Linked DNA regions of Mus musculus: region 2 is linked to region 1. The links are chromatin contacts, called in public HiChIP or PLAC-seq maps. All regions are on one chromosome and are shown on one strand. The core of a region is the stretch at or near the end of the contact, and the rest is flanking DNA. Distances in the headings are between cores, read along the strand shown.

Evidence for each region. HiChIP or PLAC-seq counts read pairs in DNA pulled down with a chosen protein or histone mark.
Region 2: an H3K4me3 HiChIP or PLAC-seq map of the 230-238 cell line shows a contact between it and region 1, with 27 read pairs. The contact joins the enhancer-like site here to the promoter of Dna2 in region 1. A contact is called at or near these places in 6 of 39 promoter capture datasets (embryonic stem cells, fetal liver, frontonasal cranial neural crest and 2 more), 3 of 484 Hi-C or Micro-C datasets (3T3-L1-derived adipocytes, embryonic stem cells and epiblasts), 3 of 115 datasets of contacts at active chromatin or transcription factors (the 230-238 cell line and embryonic stem cells) and 3 of 9 other capture datasets (adipose tissue, liver and pancreatic islet).

The regions. Positions count from the first base shown.
Region 1 is chr10:62,944,875-62,948,711 of GRCm38.p6, reverse strand. It overlaps Dna2 (DNA replication helicase/nuclease 2), which reads right to left and starts at 1,683. Exons shown (of 21, transcript NM_177372.3): 1 at 1,543-1,683. The coding sequence starts at 1,619. Slc25a16 (solute carrier family 25 (mitochondrial carrier, Graves disease autoantigen), member 16) reads right to left here. Exons shown (of 9, transcript NM_175194.2): 9 at 2,218-3,837.
Region 2 is chr10:63,001,370-63,005,206 of GRCm38.p6, reverse strand. Rufy2 (RUN and FYVE domain-containing 2) reads right to left here. Exons shown (of 18, transcript NM_027425.4): 12 at 2,927-3,024; 13 at 431-550. Among named protein-coding and RNA genes, the nearest start is that of Hnrnph3, 21 kb to the left of the region's middle. Within about 2 kb of position 1,711, at least 12 of the 459 cell types and tissues checked have an H3K27ac peak or open chromatin away from gene starts, as enhancers often do. A contact at or near this core is called in the 230-238 cell line, where this site is marked.

The sequences.
Region 1 (3,837 bases), core at 434-2,933:
GGGAACTACCACAAAGTCAAGTGTTGCAAGAGATCAAACACAAAGAGCCAGACACCCAAGCTGCTTTAAGTAAGGAAGCAGACTCTCTCTAGAGGGTGGCTACCATAGCTCCTGAAAGCACAAGACGGTAATTTTGTAAGTTTCTGCCTTTGTACTTGATACATGGTTACATATATTCTGATCAGTATTCAAACTAGAAGGCAGTAATGGTTAGAACTGGGGAGGGGTACGGGTTAGGGTCAGTCTACAAACAGGAGAATGCCCACCAGTTTGGCCAACTCTCACCAATACCTGGACTAGACATTAATCAGCCTGTGTGGCTTTTTCTTGGGCCTCCAGGGCCCACTCCTACCTCCTAACCACACAAGGTTAGCCTGGTCTACAAAATGAGACCCTGTATAAAACAACAGCAACAAAACAAACACTTGGGAAGTGGAAAAAAAGAGGATCAGAGATCAGAAGGTCAAAGCCGTCCTGGGCTGGCTACACATCTCAGCTCGAGGCTAGCCTGGGCTACCTCAAAAACTGGAAAATACCAAAAAGGGCTTCTACCACAGTCGAAAGCAATTAGGAAGTACAACTAAAGAGAGCTAGTCCTGTCCATTTTCCAGATAACTGATATACTGGGCATGCCAAAGTTCAGTGGCATAGCACCTGCTGTGCTGGGCATGACAATGTTCAGTGGCACAGCACCTGCTTGCTGTACCTGGTCCGCCCAACTACTGCTTGAAGGAAAAAAGAGGGACGCGGGAAGCAGCATGAAAGGTTCACTGCAATTGCTGCCAGGAGCTGCCAATCATACTAATCTTTATGGCATTAGAGGGCTTGGACCTACTGTATACCGGGTGTAACACCTCCAGGAGCTCTTAAAAGATATATTGAAGGGATGGCACGAGCGCCAGGAGATGCCTCTAAACTCAGGCACTTGCATATGTACACTTAAGTAAATTTAAAAATAAATAAAAGCCGGGCGTGGTGGCGCACGCCTTTGATCCCAGCACTCCGGAGGCAGAGGCCGGCGGATTTCTGAGTTCGAGGCCAGCCTGGTCTACAAAGTGAGTTCAAGGACAGCCAGGGCTACACAGAGAAACCCTGTCTCAAAAAACCAAAAAAGAGAAAGAAAGAGAGAGAGAGAGAGAGAGAGAGAGAGAGAGAGAGAGAGAGAGAGAGAGAAAGAAAGAAAGAAAGAAAGAAAGAAAGAAAGAAAGAAAGAAAGAAAGAACGAACGAACACTGGGTCGTCTGACTAAAGGCGATTCCTGGCAAGCCTTCAGCCCGGAGTTTGACCCCGACGTCCCACGTGAAAGAAAATAACTAGCACGGGTGCTCCTCCGACCGCCACAAGCGGGTCTTCCGCACATGCAAATAAGACAAAATCAAATCCAAAGTATCAATGACAGGGGTGGGCTGACGTGTGAAAAAGCAGCGGGCTACACCAGCAAGCTCAGGTCCCAATTAAGACTGGCCGACGATCACCCTCCAGCTAACACCCGGGAAAACCGCGCAGGTCCCGCTCGCGCCCGCCGCCCTCCCGCAGGCTCACAGCTCCACCCGCGGCACGGCCTCCGCTCCGCCGTCCTCTTCCAGCAGCAGCAGGTCCAGCTCGTCCAGCGGCTCCATTCCTGCCGAAGCCCGCCGGGAGAGCGGGCAGCCGTAACTCGCGGCGCTAGAGAAGCGCCAGCTCGCTGCGCATGCGCAGCAGGCGCCCCGCGCGCCAGCGGCTCCCGCGCTCTCCGCGCCGGGAAGCACAGCGCCGGACCGGAGGCGCTTTTCCGCCGTCTCCACTCCAGGACCGGATGCCTGCATGAACCTGCTGGGCTGCCGCGCAACTGCACGCGTCTCATAGCAATCCCCCGTCTCGGGCTTTTCAGAGCAGGAGAGCGGGAGATGCAGCTGAATTTCCACTACGAACCTGTCTTGTTGCAGGGATCTGATGCCTCCCACCCTCTGGCCTGGAAAGGCATCCTCATGCACATAGTGCATAGTACTCACAAACACACACACAAACAAAATAAATTTTTTAAAAAGTAAATCTAAGCCGGGCGTGGTGGCGCGCGCCTTTAATCCAAACACTTCAGAGGCAGAGGCAGGCGGATTTCTGAGTTCGAGGCCAGCCTTGGTCTACAGAGTGAGTTCCAGGACAGCCAGGGCTACACAGAGAAACCCTGTCTCAAAAAAACAAACAAACAAACAAAAAAAACCAAGCCATCAAAACAAGGATAAAAAATTACTTTTAATATCATATGGATTCTATAACAGACATAGAAGGCAATTTCTTATTTTAGAAAATATCTTCAGTTCTCTTTATTGATAATATAATTGCGATATTTATTTTATAGATTTAAATTACCTTAAGATTGAATGGAATAATTAGCTACAATGTAGTCCAGAAATTAAAATATACAAAAGAGTTTTATAAACAGACTTATCCCCACTCCTGGTACATTTACAAATCACATGATACATTTTTATTTTTAAAGTAAAGATTATAAAAATGAAACTAATTCATCCAATTTTTTCCAAGATGTGACAAGAAATATTTATATACATGAAAAAATGCAGAAATAACATTTGCAGCTTAATTTTAATGTTTTAAAAATCACATCAGTTCTACAAATAACTACCTCTAGAGAAGGCTTGATGCTTCTACTCCATGGGTCATGCTTACAACAAAAAGTGTTCTAAACACAATGATCAGAATTCTTATATTCTAAACAACCTTTTTAAAATGTAACAATCAAAATGTGGTTTATATTTACGCTTCGGACTATGACACACTAAAATTACATTACATGGAAGAACTTATATCTTGACATAATACCTCAGAAACATTGCTTCATCTAAATTGATGGTCCATTTACATTTCCTAGTACATACCAAGTTATTTTAGACAAGCATCTACAATGCTACTCTCCTTTTAAGGGCAAAGATATTTAATCTTTATCATAACTGCCTCTGGGAAACGCAGTGGCATGATAATCAAAGTTCATGGTAATAGCATTTGAACAAGACCTGGGACTTTCTTCATTTGTTGACAATCTCCTTTCAAATACAACAGTAATTTTATTGAGAAGGAAGGACAACTGGGGATATACCTCAGTGTACAGCTGACTTTCTGATGGGATCTCATCATGCCTGCCATGTACAACGTCCTGGACTCAATCCCCAAAGAGAGTTAGAAAGAAAGAGCGCAAGGAAGGAAGTGCTTCTCAAACCACTAGACGGAAAGGTGTCTTTTTACCCACTGGAGAGAATTCTGAGAAGAAACATAATAAGAACACTACTTTGTTGCTGGCTCTGTTTCACAGACCTTACATTTTCAGTTCTCATTCTGCTACAATAAAAGGAAGTCAGCTGATTTAAATAACATTACACAATGTTAGAAGGCTGGAGATGTAGTTCAGAGGTAGAGCGCTTATCTAGCAAGATAGGCAGAGAGACCCTGAGTTTACTCCCCAGAACAAGTAGAGAAGGGACAGAGTGGGAGGGGAAATAACGAGCGGGGTTAGCGGGCTGGGGTGTGGACCATTGGCAGTGTGCGATTACACAATCAGCATGCATGAATGTGATCCCCAGCACCATCCTAAGAAAGGAAGAGGCCAGTGACATAGCTCAGTGGCATGGCGCTGGCAGGCTGGGGATGTGGCCTAGTGGGTACATGTGCTTGGCATGCAAAGGCCCTGGGTTCGATTCCAGCCCCTCCCCCTCAGTAACCACAATTACAATGCAGAGTTTGGAAAGTATGGTAGGACTAAGGGCAATCTCTTGAACTCAAATGCGAACCTTCTTTTCCTTCCAAATAACACTTTACCCAAGATGGCTTTTCAAGGTGCTAAGG
Region 2 (3,837 bases), core at 462-2,961, 56 kb before region 1:
CTGGGGTCTGACTCCCTGCATTACTTAAGCCAGGCATGATGGTACTCACCTGGAATCCCAGCATTCAGAGGTGGAAGCAGGGAGAGCAAAAGCTCAAAGTCGCCCTTCCTTATGAAGGAAATTATGTAGACCTGCACTACATTTTCTTTCTCCCCTACCCCTCTCTCTCTCCTCTCCCTTTGTGTGTGTGTGTTTGGAGTTTGAACCCACTGAGTGAGGAACTGAGACGTGTGCAGGAGGACACCCTAAGGAGTCATTGTCTCTCCATCCACCACATAGGGCCTGGAAGCTGAACTCGGGCTTGCTGGTAACTGCGTTTCCATACCGAGCCATCACAAGCATCCCACACACCTTCTTTAGGTACTTGTACTGTACTGGCTAGTGGAGACCGTGTTAGTACAAGAATTTGATCTCACGACCAAGCACTCACAGCTGTTGCTCCTTCTGCGAGATCTGTCTCTGCAGACTGTCGGATTGGCTCAGACACTCCTGGGCATATTTCTCATCCTCGGCTTCTGCTTCCTTTTGCGCCTTCTCTGCTTGCTGCAATCTGGTGTAATTCAAATCAACTTTGGGTAAAACTGAGGCTAGAACTAGGGTGTAAAAGGGTGAAGAAGACAAAAGAAAAATGGGGAAATAGAAACATTTCTAAATGAAAACAAAGTTTGGGGGAGAACTCACAAACTCAAACGTGAAAGAGCCACACAATGTCTAGAAATTGTTTTGTGCTTTTTTTTTTTCAACATAAGATATAATATGCCCAGAAAACTATCTTTAAATTTGCTTTATTTCTTGTTCATAATTAATGCAAAGCAATACAGTTTTTTACTGTTGGAGGATGATTTCAATCTCAAATATGGCTAGGTACGATACTGCCTTTTTACAAAGCCGTGAGCTTGAGTCTCTAGTAAGTGCAGAACACACCTGCTGTATGTGATGCTAAGATGTGTGTGCCAGGAATCAAGTGCACTGCAAGGCCAAGAGCAAAGAGCAACAGCTACAGTTCTCAGGGATGGAGTCTTCCATCAGAGCTCTGTACGGTTGCTTAACTATGCAAAGCTGTATATTTATGTGTGTATATGTATATTTTTAAGATTCAAAAATATTTAGTGCTTGGCATTCCCTAGAGAGAATTTTTTAAGATAGTTATTTTACATTTATGAATGTTTTGCTTGCATGTATGTCTATGCACCACATATATGCTTGGTGCCCACGGAGGTCAGAAGCAGGTGTCAGATCCCATGGGACTGGAACTGGAAACCACACCATGTGGGTGCTGGGAAGTGAACCCAGGTCCTGTCCTCTGTAACTGTCACATCATCTCCAGCAATACAATTTTTATTCTTTGCTTGAATCTTAAAGAATAGCTTACTATGTCACCTTTCCCTGTTCGTATTTAAGTCACTGTTTGTCCCCAGGCCCAGCTACACTCCTTGCCTCCCTTGGCCATCAAGATTTGAGGTTTATCTTCAATATTTTATAAGAAAATATTTCCCAGAACTCAAGGGACACTAACTCTTCACAGGAAGTCACAAGAGAACTCTTGTATCTTCATATCTGCCTCCAACACCCTAAATAAGGCCACACACACTGCGAGTATAAAAGCCTCCGAGAAAGGAGAGGGAGTCAGTTACCTCTAGGTCTACATTGAAACGAAAGGATTAAGGCGGTAGGGCTGGACTCGGCTCTCTTCTAAGGTTACAGGAAGTAAAGTAAGTGAGGTAGGCCTGCAGTTGTGCTATCACAAGAGGGCGGGAGGATTAGAAAACGGAGGTGCTAAAGCCCAGGGCAGTGGCCAGCCTGGTTTGAGAACTGCTTTAAAAACTTAAAAATCAGGAGCCATTAGGCAGAGTATGCCAGCGGGTGTGGGTATATGTTTTATCTGTGCCAACACAGCTTGAAAACAAAGGTTTCTAGCTTCCATCGAAAGGTAGCTAAAAAGATAGAACTTTGAAAAAGTCTTGCCATCCTCGAAGGTGGGACTCAGATCTGCCCTTGTGCACAAGGCTGAGGAGTGCACGTGAGGAGCCCGCCAGGGCGCCCGCCGTGTCTCACAGCAGCCATGGAGGGTCCCTGCAGCCTGGACATATGAGATAGCATAAATGCTTTTCCATTTAACATGTGAGTATGGGTTCTGCTCTTGGAGTGGGCTTCAGAAGGAGATGTCTTTGACCAGCTTGTACTGGTCCTGAGGGTCACTACTAGCACTTTTCACCAATGACACTGCAATTGTCCTAGTCTGAGTTAACAAGTCGTTGTCGCTTCATAATGGAATGGACAGAAATCAAAGACAAGAAACGGTAATAAAGATGTCCAAATGTAAAAGTGGGGATAAAGAAAACAACGAAAAGAAAGAAGAAAAAAGAAGAAAGAGGATGTCAATAAAAGAATATTTGTGTCATAAAGCATCAGTAGTTATGTTTTCCCTAAGTTCAAAGAAAGCAATGGTGACACATGTTGACTCAACGTGACAGGGCAATGGGGACAGAAGGTTTTCCAACAGTAAAATGAAAGGCCAGGATACAGCGCTCCACTGACAAGAGAGCCTGCCTTGGGGAAGCAGCTTCCTGTTAACGCATGCCGCTTTCAGAGAGGAGACAGCCACGGTCGAGGGATGGGGCAGCTCCTTCAGGGGGCAGGCCCTCTGAGCCGGCCCCAGTTCAGTTTTTCAAGTCTTTGTTTTATGTCACAGACGAAATGACAAGAAACTACAGATATTGTGCCTTTAAATTATCTCCAAAAAGGCAACTTCAAATGAATCGCCCTAAGTAAAGCAACTTGGTTCCATGCAGCAACCAAAACAAAAAGACAAGGCCTGGCTTGGCCTTGGCAGACACAGGCCCTGGGTGAGGTCTTTCTAACAACTCCGTGGCAGGTGTCAGAGGGAGAAAGGAAGGAGAAGGAGAGACTCATGTGAGGGTCCTACCTTTGCTCCAGCTGCCTCATGGCTGTAGTGATCTTATTGGTCTTTTCTTCTAGTCGGGCAATTATTTCATTTTTTTCTTTCAAGCCATCTTCAGAGCCCTATTTATAAAAACAAAACAACTATGGTGATTTTGATTTTGAAACCTAAACATTAGGCTAAGTATAGTTTCGTTTGCCTTGGAATCCTAGCACTCAGGAGGCAGACAGAGGAGGATTATGGGTTCAATACCAGCCTCACTACACAGGGGCACTGAGGCCAGCTTAGGCATCAGTCCCTCTCAAAAATAACCAAAATACTGTATGCACCAAACAGGGGCTCAGAAGATCCACATAGCTGACCTGTGGAGTAGACCTATGGAGCCCATTTGATAGAAGGAGGGGTTACTCTTGAAACTGTCCTCTGACTTCCACACATGCCCCAAGGCACATACACAGCCCACTCACAATAATACAACAAAAAAACCTTTCATACTTCAATGTGATTGATAAAAAAACAGGCTGAGCATGGTGGCTTATGCCTTTATCCTAGCACTCAGGAGGCAGAGAAAGGCGGATCTCTGTTTGAGGCCAGCCTGGTCTATAGGGTGAGTCCTAGGACAGCCAGAGGAATCCTATCTGGGGGTGGGGGTTGGGGGTTTGCATTTTAAAACATTTTGAATGAGATAGAGGCAGGCAATGTAAATTCAAGGCCAGGGCTACCAGGAGAGTGAGATCGTTCAGTGAGTAAAGGTGTTTGCCGCCAATCTGGAAAATCAAAGTTGGATCCTCAAGATCTATATGATGAAAGAAGACTGCCCACTCCACAAGTTATCCTCTGACTTCTCTGTGTGTGCGCTGTGGTACACACACATCAGAAAAATAAGTGTAATTCATTCCTAAGTGCCAGATGTGGAGCACAGGCCTCTATCCCAG